Linked DNA regions of Pan troglodytes: region 2 is linked to region 1. The links are chromatin contacts, called in public Hi-C maps. All regions are on one chromosome and are shown on one strand. Each heading gives the region's core, a stretch centred on a gene start, on an enhancer-like site or on the middle of the called end of the contact. The rest is flanking DNA. Distances are from core to core; before and after follow the strand shown. Region 1 holds the start of C2AH2orf40 (chromosome 2A C2orf40 homolog). Region 2 holds the start of NCK2 (NCK adaptor protein 2).

Evidence for each region. A called contact is a pair of places that touch in the nucleus more often than the background predicts.
Region 2: a contact with region 1 is called in a Hi-C map of stem cell-derived neural progenitor cells, with 2.1 times the contacts expected there. The contact joins the promoter of NCK2 here to the promoter of C2AH2orf40 in region 1. A contact is called at or near these places in 1 of 7 Hi-C or Micro-C datasets (stem cell-derived neural progenitor cells) and 1 of 1 datasets of contacts at active chromatin or transcription factors (stem cell-derived excitatory neurons).

The regions. Positions count from the first base shown.
Region 1 is chr12:16,775,238-16,781,362 of NHGRI_mPanTro3-v2.0_pri, forward strand. C2AH2orf40 (chromosome 2A C2orf40 homolog) reads right to left here and starts at 3,496. Exons shown (of 4, transcript XR_010149037.1): 1 at 2,954-3,496.
Region 2 is chr12:17,091,940-17,097,510 of NHGRI_mPanTro3-v2.0_pri, forward strand. It overlaps NCK2 (NCK adaptor protein 2), which reads right to left and starts at 1,609. Exons shown (of 5, transcript XM_054678688.1): 1 at 1,370-1,609.

The sequences.
Region 1 (6,125 bases), core at 2,246-4,745:
AGACAGATATGTTCCTTGGCACTAATAATAGCATTCATTAATGTCTTAACATCTGTCAGTCTCTAACAGCTCACAGGGTAGTGCATACAGAATTAAGTATGGCCCCTCCATCTGTTTGCCTTCTGTGAAAGTGCTTAACAATTAATGAATGAAATGTGGTCTGATGTTGAAATAGACACTGGGTGTAGGCATTTGCGATGAGGCTGCAATTTCTTGCAGCAAATGTATGTCACTATTACTCCAGAAATGAGAGCCTCGCCAAACCTTAGCTATAGATGGAAAAGCACAAATAAGTCCCAAATTATGAATTATGAATGTTGCTGCTGTGCCAGGTACTATACACTAAACTCCATATCAGTACATATAACTGGACACTACACTAAATTTGTTTGAGGAAAAGGATAAGGAACAATAGAATAGCTGTGATTTTTTTCTGTATTAAGGATTTTTCACCCAATATCATCAGTTGTTCATTCGAGGCTGCAATAATAAGCACTCCTTAATTTATCCAATCCAGTTGCCTAGCATTAGCTCTCCCAGCAAATTCAGAGCTGCAAAATGCTCCTTTGAAGGTGCTTAATATTAATAAATTGATCAAGAAGGGGTCACGGTCATTTTCTTTATTAAATGTTTGTGAGTGAGGAAGGGCGTGGTGGTTCAAGCCTATAATCCTAGCACTTTGGGAAGCCGAGGCAGAAGCATCACTTGAGCCCAGGAGTTCGAGACCAGTCTGGGCTACATAGTGAGACTCATCTCTACTAAAAATTAAAAGCAAAAAAAAAAAAAAAAATTGCCAGGCGTGGAGTCAACACACCTGTAGTCCCAGCTACTCGGGAGGCTGAGGTGGGAGGATTGCTTGAGTCCGGGAGATCAAGGCTGCAGTGAGCTATGATCACACCACTGCACTCCTGCCTGGGCAACAAAGTGAGACCCTGTCTCAAAAAAAAAAAAAGTTTGGAGGTGGCATAAAGAGTCACCTTTGGGATTACATAAAGATTTTCACTGTAGGCTGGGCATGGTGGTTCATGTTTGTAATCCCAGCACTTTGGGAGGCCAAGATTGGTGGATCACCTGAGGTCGGCAGTTTGAGACCAGCCTGACCAACATGGAGAAACCCCATCTCTACTAAAAATACAAAACAAAAACAAAAACAAAAACCTTAGCTGGGCGTGGTGACACATGCCTGTAATTCCAGCTACTCGGGAGGCTGAGGTAGGAGAATCGCTTGAACCTGGGAGGCGGAGGTTGCGGTGAGCCAAGGTCACGCCATTACACTACAGCCTGGGCAACAAGAGCAAAACTCCATCTCAAAAAAAAAAAAAAATCTTTTCACTGTATAAGAACTTTCACATCCCAGCTCGGTGGTGATATTTTAACTGACTTCTATCACTGAGTTATTGGTATACACTAAATAAAATACAAGTCCTGAAAATAAATGGCTTGTAGCCAGTGCTCACTTGACTTATTCAGATGTGCTTTTTTCTTCTTCTTCTTTTATTTATTTCTTTTTTTATTTTGCGACGGAGTTTCACTCTTGTTACCCAGGCTGGAGTGCAATGGCACGATCTCACCGCAATCTCCTCCTCCCAGATTCAAGCAATTCTCCTGCCTCAGCCTCCCGAGTAGCTGGGATTACAGGAATGTGCCATCACGTCTGGCATTTTTAGTAGAGACGGGGTTTCTCCATGTTGGTCAGGCTGGTCTTGAACCCCCGACCTCAGGTGATCTGCCCCCCTCGGCCTCCCAAAGTGCTGGGATTACAGGTATGAGCCACCAAGGCCGGCCCAGATGTGCTTCTTAAAATGGCAAGAACAAAGAGTGGGAGGCAGGTAAACCACACAATGGGAAATGACTGATTAGCTTCGCCTGTGATTCTAAGGTGGAACAATAATCCTCCCCACCTGAACAGACCCCACCACCTCTCCTGCTGTTTTAGCAACCCCGGGGCTCCATCCCAGGGCTCCTACTGAATGTCCCCTGCCTCTTCTCACCTCCAGTTCAGTTTCCATACCTGTTTTGAATGAGCAAAATACAGAAACCGAGCAATCGAGTGAGCCTCCCTTTTACATTAGGCAGTGCCCAGCTGCTTTGCAGTGGGACAGCGCCAGTCTCAGGCTCTTGGGCAAGTCACTTCATACACCAGTAACTCTGAGGTCACAATCCCTGCCTCCCCTAGTTGTAAGCTTCAAAGGCAGTCATGTGTCCTTGAGGCCACTTGTGAACCATAAATGTTCCTCCTACCCAGTGAAGGTGGTAACTCAGGACAAACCACGGCTTCAGATTATGGTTCCTAAAGTGGGGCCTGTGGAGCCCAGCGTTCAGATATCGGAGCACCCATCATTCTGGGTGTGCGTGTGAATGCACGCTTTACAGAGAGCGAGCGGAGAATTTGAGTTTTCAACCGATTCGCTGGGAGCTCCACGAAGCAGGAAAGATTAAGCATTACTCCTTTAAGAGCCTTTCCCCTCTCTGGGGTGTGAGGCCTGTGCCCGGCTTTGCAAATTGCAACTTGACCCAGCTGGGAAGCGCAAGTCAACTTGGTTGCCAAGCGACTGCCTGGAAGGGAATGGCGGTGATGGTGCCATTTGCCTCCTCTGGGTTACCAGCTGCGTAAAGCCCCCACAACCCCTTTGCCCCTTACGTTAAGCCCCGAAACACTACTTGCCCACCCTTCCGGACGCCTGGCCCTCCTTGCCCAAGGTTGCCCGGGAGATCTGAGACCCTCCCCTTGACCCCGGTACTCTCTCCACCCTCACAAGCTCACCACTTCGCACTTGTGCGAGTGCAAAACCCCAGACCCGGTCCTCTACCACCCCCTTGGCCCTGCCTAGGCTAAGGATGGGTCCCTACGCCGCCACCCCATCACCGATCGCTCTCCCCGGGCACCCTGGAAGCGCCACACGGGGCCAACCCCTGGTGCCGCTATCAATCAGCCTGGCATCGCCCCGCTCACCTGGGCCCCAGCACAGGAGCAGGAGCAGCGCCAGCCCGGTCAGGGCCAGGACAGCAGGCCGCGCGGGGGAGGCGGCCATGGCGGCGGGGCGCGAGCAGGAGGGCGAGGGGCGCACTTCGAGCCGCTGCGAGGGAGAACTGGGCGCGGGAGAGGGATGCGAGCGGGCAGGCGCGGCCGCGGGTTATCCCTGCGTCGCTGCCGGGGCGGGACCCAGCGGGTGGGCGCCGCGCCAGAGGGCTGACGGCCAAGCGGCTGCGCCCAGCGCACGGGCGAGTACCGCCGAGGTCCTCGCTCCCGCCCCGGCCCCAAGGGGAGCGCAGCCCCTGGGCTCCAAGGCCAAGGATGCTTGGCCACGGAGAACCGCCGGCGGCGGGGGCCGCGTGGCCAGCGCTGCCCGCAGCGAAAGCGGTTAGGACAAGCTGGGTTCCGGAGACCCAGGGAAGGGCAGAAGGCATCGGGAGAAGGGACGAGGCCCCCTGGCCACTCAGAGGGAGGACTTGCCGGATCCCAGCGCTGGGGTGTCTCCTTGGCTCCCCCACTTCCTCCGCCCGCCCCAGCCGCGCCACTGTTCCCCTTACTCCTCACCCCTTTCTTCCCTATCTCCCTCCCTCCCTGCTTGGAGGCCTTGCTTCTGCCTGGTTTGTAAAGTGGGCTTTGGAATTTCCTTAGTTCAGAGCTGCTCTTAAGGATGCCTTAGGCGGGGCTGTTTTTGAGATATTTTGAAAGACTCCACAGTCTGGGTTCAGAGCTGCAGTCCAGGAAATCTTCTCACCCAAACTTCTCCAATAGAAAAGCCTTTGAGAAACCAGGAACCTGGTGCCCTGCAGCTGTGAGCAAAACCACTGCTTCCCTTTGCCCGCTCTGTAATCCGGGCACACTTCAGCGAGCGATGTTAAGGTGAGACCCAAGGGAAACGCAGAACTGCATCCCAGTAACTGGCCTGTTCTAATGTAGAGGACACGTGAAAGGCGGCGTAGTGAACAAAAACTAGAACAACTTTATCCCAACGGACTCTGAGCGGGTCACCTAATTATTCTCTCCAGGCCTGGGCTACAAAAGGATGGTGATGTGAGATTACCTTTCCTGTCTTCCCATCTCAGATCTGCCCTGAACTGAGCTGATTACCTCTTTCCTTCACCAAGGTTCTCACTTATTTTCCCCTCCCTGAGACAGAGTTTCACTCTTGTTGCCCAGGCTGGAGTGCAGTGATGGGATCTCAGTCACTGCAACCTCTGCCTCCGGGGTTCAAGCGATTCTCCTGCCTCAGCCTCCTGAGTAGCTGGGATTACAAGGCATGTGCCACGAGGCCCGGCTAATTTTGTATTTTTAGTAGAGAAGGGATTTTACCATGTTGGCCAGGCTGGTCTTGAACTCCTGAACTCAAATGATTCACCCGCATCGGCCTCCCAAAGTGTTAGGATTACAGGTGTGAGCCACCACACCGGCCGGTATTTTTATACCCTCCAGTGGTAAGCACTTACTGTCTCTCCATATAATTAGCTCTCCATGCAATGCAGTTGAATTTCTCCAGCAGGAAGGAGAAAGAAGACTTCTAACATTGAGCTAGTAAGGACAGATGGTGGCCGACCAAAGAAAAAAGTGCGAAGTGGGTCTGAGTTAAATAACGATACTGCCCAGGGTGTCAGAGAGAATCAGAAGGATAATGTTACACATCTAGCTATCTTGGGGAAGTGCTTCTAAACCCTTGAGGAAACTGTAGAATAGGGGATAGGATATCCCCTGTAGAATAGGGGATAAAAGTAACTAGGCATATATTTACTTTTGCCTGAGGACAAGAAATTTATCATTACAAAGAAAAATCAAAGCACATAAAAAGCCAATATTCTGTTTGGATTGGTTTAGAACATACATTAAACATAATGGCTGTAATCTTATTTATCCTGTGGAGATCATCCCCCTTACCCCAAATTGCTACCAATATCTACTTCTAATATGACATTCAAATTCTCTTCACTTAAGGGGGATCATGGTGGCTCACGCCTGTAATCCCAGCACTTTGGGAGGCTGAGGAGGGCAGATCACTTGAGGTCAGGAGTTTGAGACCAGCCTGGTCAACATGGTGAAACTCCCTGTCTACAAAAATACAAAAATTAGCCAGGCGTGGTGGCGCGTGCCTGTAGTCCCAGCTACTTGGGAGGCTGAGGCAGGAGAATCACTTGAATCCAGGAGGCCGAGGTTGCAGTGAGCTGAGATTGCGCCACTGCACTCCAGCCTGGGTGACAAAGCAAGACACTATCTCAAAAAAAAAAAATTATCTTCACTTAATCGGGATATGATCAGAGAGTTTTCTGTAGCAGGGAGCGTCTCACTCTGCCTTCAGAGGGGCCGCTAAACTCATGTGTTCAGCCTAGAGACACTATGTCAGTTCTTATGCTGATATCTAAGTTCCTTTTCATCTGTCTATTTGTTCAACGATATTTACTTATTGTCTTAGTCCATTTGGGCTGCTAAACAAAATCCCGGAAGCTGGGTAGCTTATAAGCAACAGAAATGGATTTTGCACAGTTATGGAGGCTGGAAATCCAAGACTAACGCCCCAGCAGATTTGGTGTCTGGTCAGGCCCTGCTTCCTGCTTCCTAGATGGCACCTTCTTGCTGTGTCCTCATACGGTAGAAGGGGTGAGGGAGCTCTCTGGGGCTCTTTTATGAGGTCACAAATCCCACTCATGAGGGATCCATCCTCAGTACCTGATCATCTCCCGAAGGCCCCACCTCCTAACACCTCACTTCAGGAATTAGGATTTAATGTATGAATTTAGGGGAGACACAAAAATTCAGTCTGTAGCACTTATAAAATGCTAGCTACATGTGAGACACTATTAAAGGTCCTTTTCTTACTAGTCACTTAAATTTGTCACCCCTTTAATGTACAAGACCCTCCTTTCTCCCGCTGCTAAGTCTGGTCTGATTTTTCATTCCAGTGTTTCTCAAACTTAGTCTGAAAATCCCAAGGAGCTTGTTAGTGCAGATTTCTGAGTCAAATCCCCTGGAATGACGTAGGTCTTGGGTGGGGCCCAGCTGTCTCCATTTTGTTTTTATTGGCTCCTAGAGAACGCTGATCCCAGTAGTCCTCAGACTGCACTTAGAGTAACTCAGCTCATTCAGCTCTCCACCAAAACGCACCTGCTTCCTAAAGTCTCCACCTGGCCTC
Region 2 (5,571 bases), core at 359-2,858, 310 kb after region 1:
TCCACGCACGCTCGGCTTTGTCCCTGAAGCTGTTACAATACTAGTTTAAGTCAGGTGCCTGGGGTCCACCAGCCAAGGACCCCTAGCATCCAGCGCAGACCTTCACAGAGATCCTTATTGTCTACAAATTAAAGCGTTTTGCAAATTAAACCCCTCCACACAATGCCAAGCTAACTGTGCTCATAAGGCAGTTACCGTCCATGCCTTAAAACTCACACATCAAATTTTTCCAAAAGCACTCGGTGATTAAATCGCCCTGAAAAAAACCGAGAGGGCCGAGCGATTGTGAGAAACTTTGGTTCATTCAGGTGGCTGTTAGAGTCCTGTAAATCTGGGGCAGGGCGCAGAGCCTGAAGCCGGGCACAAAAGCTCCCTTCGCCGAAGCGAGGACCTCCTTTATGCGACGTGACAGCAGCTTTGTGCGCGAACATAAATAGTTGTAATAAACACAGTTAAGTTCTCCCGGCCGATCGCGGCCTCCCCCGTCCCTGCGCCGGGGCCCCGCGATCCGCGGCTATTCTTCCCCGGCACACGCGCCCTGGCGACCCTGGCCACCGCACGGTCCCACGCTAGCCCCGAGCTCCGTGCCGGCCGCCCGCCTGCAGGCCAGGCGCAGCCTGCGCACCCGGGGGTCTCCAGTCCCCGGGCCCCGCAGGCGGGCCCCCTGCTCTGATCCTCGCCCGCGCCCTTGGCTGGCGTCCCCGCCCCTGCGCCGGCCCCCGATGGTGGGGGTTGGGGATGGGAAGGCGGGCAGGAAGGTGCAGAGCCGGGAGGTGCCCGGCAGTCCGCGGTCGGGGGCGCCCAGGCCGCGGCGGGGCCGAGAGCACCGGAGAGGCGCGGAGGGGACCCGCTCTCCTGGCCCCTTCCCGGGCGCACCCCGGCCCGCGAGCCCCGCCGCGCTCCCAACTCCGCCCAACGGCCCCAAGTTTGTGGCCCCCGCCCCACGCCCGCCTGGCCGCGCTTACCTCGCCGTGGGCCGCCCGCGGAGCCGGAGGGCAGCGGCGCGGGTCCCGGGGCGGTGGCCGCGCTGCGCCCGCCCAGGCGCCGCTCTTTGTCTGCGCCGGTCCCTCCTCCCGCCGCCGGGCGGACGCTGCCGGCCCGGGAGGACCCTGCCGGCCCGGGCGCCGCGAGCCTCCCGGCCGCCAAGCCCTCCCCTCCGCCAGCCGCCCGCTCCGCCGCGCGGCTCCGGCCTGACGATCCCCGCGGCGGCGGCGGCGGCGGCGGCGGCGGCGGCGACCCTCCCCCGGCGCGCAGCGCCCGCCTCCTCCGCGCTCTTCCTCCTCCTCCCGCGCTCCTCCCCGGCCGCGCCGTGACGCCGCCCAGGGGCCGGCCCAGGCCCGGGCGCGCGGGGCGGGGACCCGAGACCCACCTGGGGCGCCACCCGTCGTCGCCAGGCTCCGCGCCCGGGTCCCGGTACGGGCGCCGGGATAGCGCGGGGCTGCAGGACGCTCCGCTCTGGAGGCGCAGCACGGGCCCGGCGCCGGGGGCAGGAAAGGGTCCCCACGCCCGAAATTGCGTGCGGGCGGTGGGGGGCAGGGTGGGTGGGTGGGGAGGAGAGTGAAAACACAGACGGCAACTTCCAGCCTGGGATGACTGCCGGGTGGGCTTTGCGTCGTCTTTTTTGTTTGTTCGTTGTTCTTATCACGAAGCTCTAGTTGCTGGGCAGCCGCCCCCCTCCCGGAAGCATTCCCACGGCACTCAGCTAAGCAGGCCTGTTGTCCATCAGAAAAGTGACTTAAATAAAAATGTCACTTCCTCCCTGTAATTGCTTGTGGGCATTTTTATTTATTTGCTTTGCATCTATTTACTTTCCCAACCAGACACGTTTTTAGTCCATCATCCCTGTCCGAGGCACTTCCTAAAAGAAGAAGAAACTCGACCTCTGTTGCCTCCCAGGCATCCAGGCCAGCCCCAGCCAGTGGAATCCTGGTTGCACACCCATGGGGGCAGAACCCGAAGACGAGCTGCCCGAATGTGCCCCTAGAAGGAGTGTCGCTAATGATGGGACCGTTCAGCTCACCCAGCCTCGAGTTGTGGCTAGCCTATAAACAAACTTGGAAGATGAAAACCCAAGAGCAAGGGGAAAGACACAAGTTTCCCTTTCACAGACACATGCATCCGGATGTCTTTTCTCCTCCCCATATGGTTTCCCAAAAGAAATCCTAATATTCAAATGATTCTGATTTCCTGGCAGGATAGCCTGCATCCATGTTAATGAGATTCTTTCTTAGGCTCCTGGTCTCTGCTTACTATTAAGGCAATAATAATTTACCCAAGGTTACAAGGCTGTATTATTTGATTCACTCATCTCCTGCTTCCTTCCAGAAGGGAAGTACCCAAGGATAGGTAACTAGACTCAGCGTAGCTTCGAAGTCAGACAGGTGAGTGTTTGACTGTTGACTTCCTGAACTGTGTAACGTTGCACAGGTGGTCCTCAGCCTTTCTAAAATCTGTCAAATGGGGAGATAATATTTACCTACCTCCCATGTGAAGTACCCTGGCAGTAGGTAGCCCTCAATAGCTCAGTAAGTGGAAGGAGGCACAGTACACCGAGCAGGGATCAGGTACAAGCTCAGGGAATCAGAACAGCCTCATTTTTCCTTGTTTTGACCTTGTGAAAGAAGCTACTTCAGTTCATCCTTTTGTGCAAGCTTTGTGTCACTAATATCTAGCTTTACAATAAGGAAAGAAAAATTCTAGTCATCAGTCTGCCCAATTTTAGATTCATTTACTCAAAATAAGTATAGCAATATTGACCCAGTTTGTAGCTTGTTTGCTTTGTAAACTTTCACTGAATCGTGGTTCTTGCATGCCTCTTCTTTCTCTGATTCTTTAGAAGTCACCGATGTCATTCTCTATCTAAATCCAGTGGCCCTTTATCAATCTTTATCCTGTGGAGTTTTCTGAAATATGTGGCATTTCTGCTATTTCCTGAAACACCATCATCTTTTCATTCATCAAACGCAGCCAGTTCTGATTCTCTTACCTTTCTGACCTGCCCATCTGCCTCCTCTGGAGAGTTTGTTGTCTTCCCACCCTGTAAAAGTGATATCCCCAAGGCAGATGGTGGCCCTTTGTTTTTACTCTGATACGCACCTTTTTTTTTTTAAGAGAGAGTTGATTGTTTTTTGTACACTCCCTGTCTAAACCTTCATTGATTAACCCCCAGGCCTGTAGCCTTAGAGAGCTCCCCTGCTAATCTGCAGAGCTCCCCAGCTAATCTGCACCCCCTAAACATGGCCCAGCATCTCTTCTAGGTCACCATGTTCAAAATGAAACTCATCTGCTCCCCAGACCAGCTCCTCCTCCCACGGTTTCAGGCCTGGCCAAGAGTCTACCAGGCACCTCAGCTCCTGGGAGAAACCTCATTGTTATCTTGGCTTTTCCTTCCCTCTCTCCGAGCTCTCCCCAAGAAAAGCCGGGAGAGCGCTGAATGACACCAAGACCCCTTGAAGACTACCCCCATGGTTCTGAGTCCTGGTGATTCTTAAACGTCTTTTCCACTGCACCTTTCTTTCCATATCCATCACTGGCATCCTAACTTACACATCATTCCTAGCAATAGTTATAATGTACCTTGATTGAATTCTTGACATATATCATCTCTAATCCACACACAATAGTATTATCCCCATTTTACAGATGAAATCACTTCAACAGTGGATCAAAGAACTGGGGTCAGAACTGCATGTACCTGACTCCAAAACTCTTGTTCAATTCCCCACAACTACTGCCTTCCAACTGGTCTCCCATTACTTCCTTCTTAAATCCCTCAGACTCACAGTGGACATCAATGTCATCCTAACCTTCCTATAAATTGTTTCCATTTGTCCCTGGTTGTGCTCAAGAACTTCTCATGGCTCCCCGTTGCCCACCACAGTCTCCTCAAAAGTTATCTGATGACTGAAGACTGAGCATTTTCCGCCAGAGAGGCTGGGGTATTTAGCCCTTAGAGGCCTGTGTTCGTTTCCTCGGGCTGCCTTAACAAATGACCGCAAACTAGGTGACAAAACAGAGGTTATTTTCTCAAAGTTCTGGAGTTCAGAAGTCTGATATCAAGACACCAGCCTCTCTCCAAAGTCTGTAGAGAACAATCCTTCCCTGCCTCTTCCAGCTTCTGGTGGCTGCAGGCATTCCTTGGCTTGTGGCAGCGTCACTCCCACCTCTGCCTCTCTGTCTTCACACAACCTGGTTCCCTGTGTCCTTTCCCTTCTCTCTTTTTGTAAAGACAAGTATCATTGAATTTAGGGCTCACTCTAATCCAGCATGATGTCATCTCGACATCCGTATCTTACAACATCTGCAAAGACCTTTTTTCCAAATAAGGTCGCATTCTCACCTTCCAGGTGAACATATCTTTTGGGGCCAACATCCAACCCACTGCAAGCCTTAACATGGGGGAGACATTTCTTTGAAGCTTATGTTTTATCTAAAAATATATAGGTTTTTCTGCATTCTACTCCATTAATGTGTCCACATCTGTTTTACTGTCTTCAATCACAAAGTATTGAAAGCATAAAAAACATGGAGTGGAAGGAGGTGCAGTAAACTTTTGCCTAAAATCACATCAGCATTACACCTTATGATCTCTCTTCCAAAGGCCTCTCAAACTTAGCCCTGCCATACAATCTCCTTTTTACCTCTGTCCAGTATAAGCTGTTTGCTTCAGTCACTCAGCTCTGCCCACAGTGCCACATTGAGTCACACTAGTTTCAGCCTTCTGTGGTGTGAAGGCAGCTAGGAATTCCCTGTCCCCGTCCTTCTCTTTCAGAGCTCCATTCAAGGCCTTCTCTAACCCCTCCTTAGACTCACGGAAAACACAAAGCAAGGTTGAGGGTGTTGTCCAAGTCATACGTCAGAGGCTCAAAGCCTACCTTGGAGCCTGTGCCTTGGGGTCATTTCACCTCTCTGAGCCTCAGATATTAATAGTGCTCTTGCAAAGCGTTGTGAGAATTAAAGGAGATAATATAAACATGTCTCAACTGTGTGTTCAGCACATGATAAACACTCATGTCTCCTTTCTCATGACCTTCTCTTGTAACCCTCAATTCAATTAAGCATATCTGGTGTAGTTCTATTTGTAAGGCATTATAAGATCCACTTCAGGATTCATTCATTTGGTGCAGACACCAAAGAACACCTGGATGTGCAAAGAGCAGATATAAGATTGCATTATTCAGAGAGGTTATAACGCAAACTGGAGTAGAGTGAAAGGATGGGAAAATAGTTTAGGAGAAATGGAGAGGAAAGACCCAAAAGGAAGGATGAAACCAGCATACAAATAACTATAATATAAAACTAAACATGAACAGTACCAAAGAAAATATGTCTAGAGAATCAGGAGAAGCTTTAGGCTTTATGAAAGGTGGTGGCATTGGCAATGACCTTGAGAGACTACATGGTGGGAAGCTGCCTTTAATTTGGCTGCCCCCCTCTCTAGCCCCTTCCTGGTTTTAGAGAAGCCTGTCTGAACCCTGGAGGGAGGCAGAATGGGCACCTTGGTCCCTCCATTCCCAGAAGCCCTGTGAGAGTGAACAGCCTGGGATTGGCCAATGGAACCCTCCCACTCAA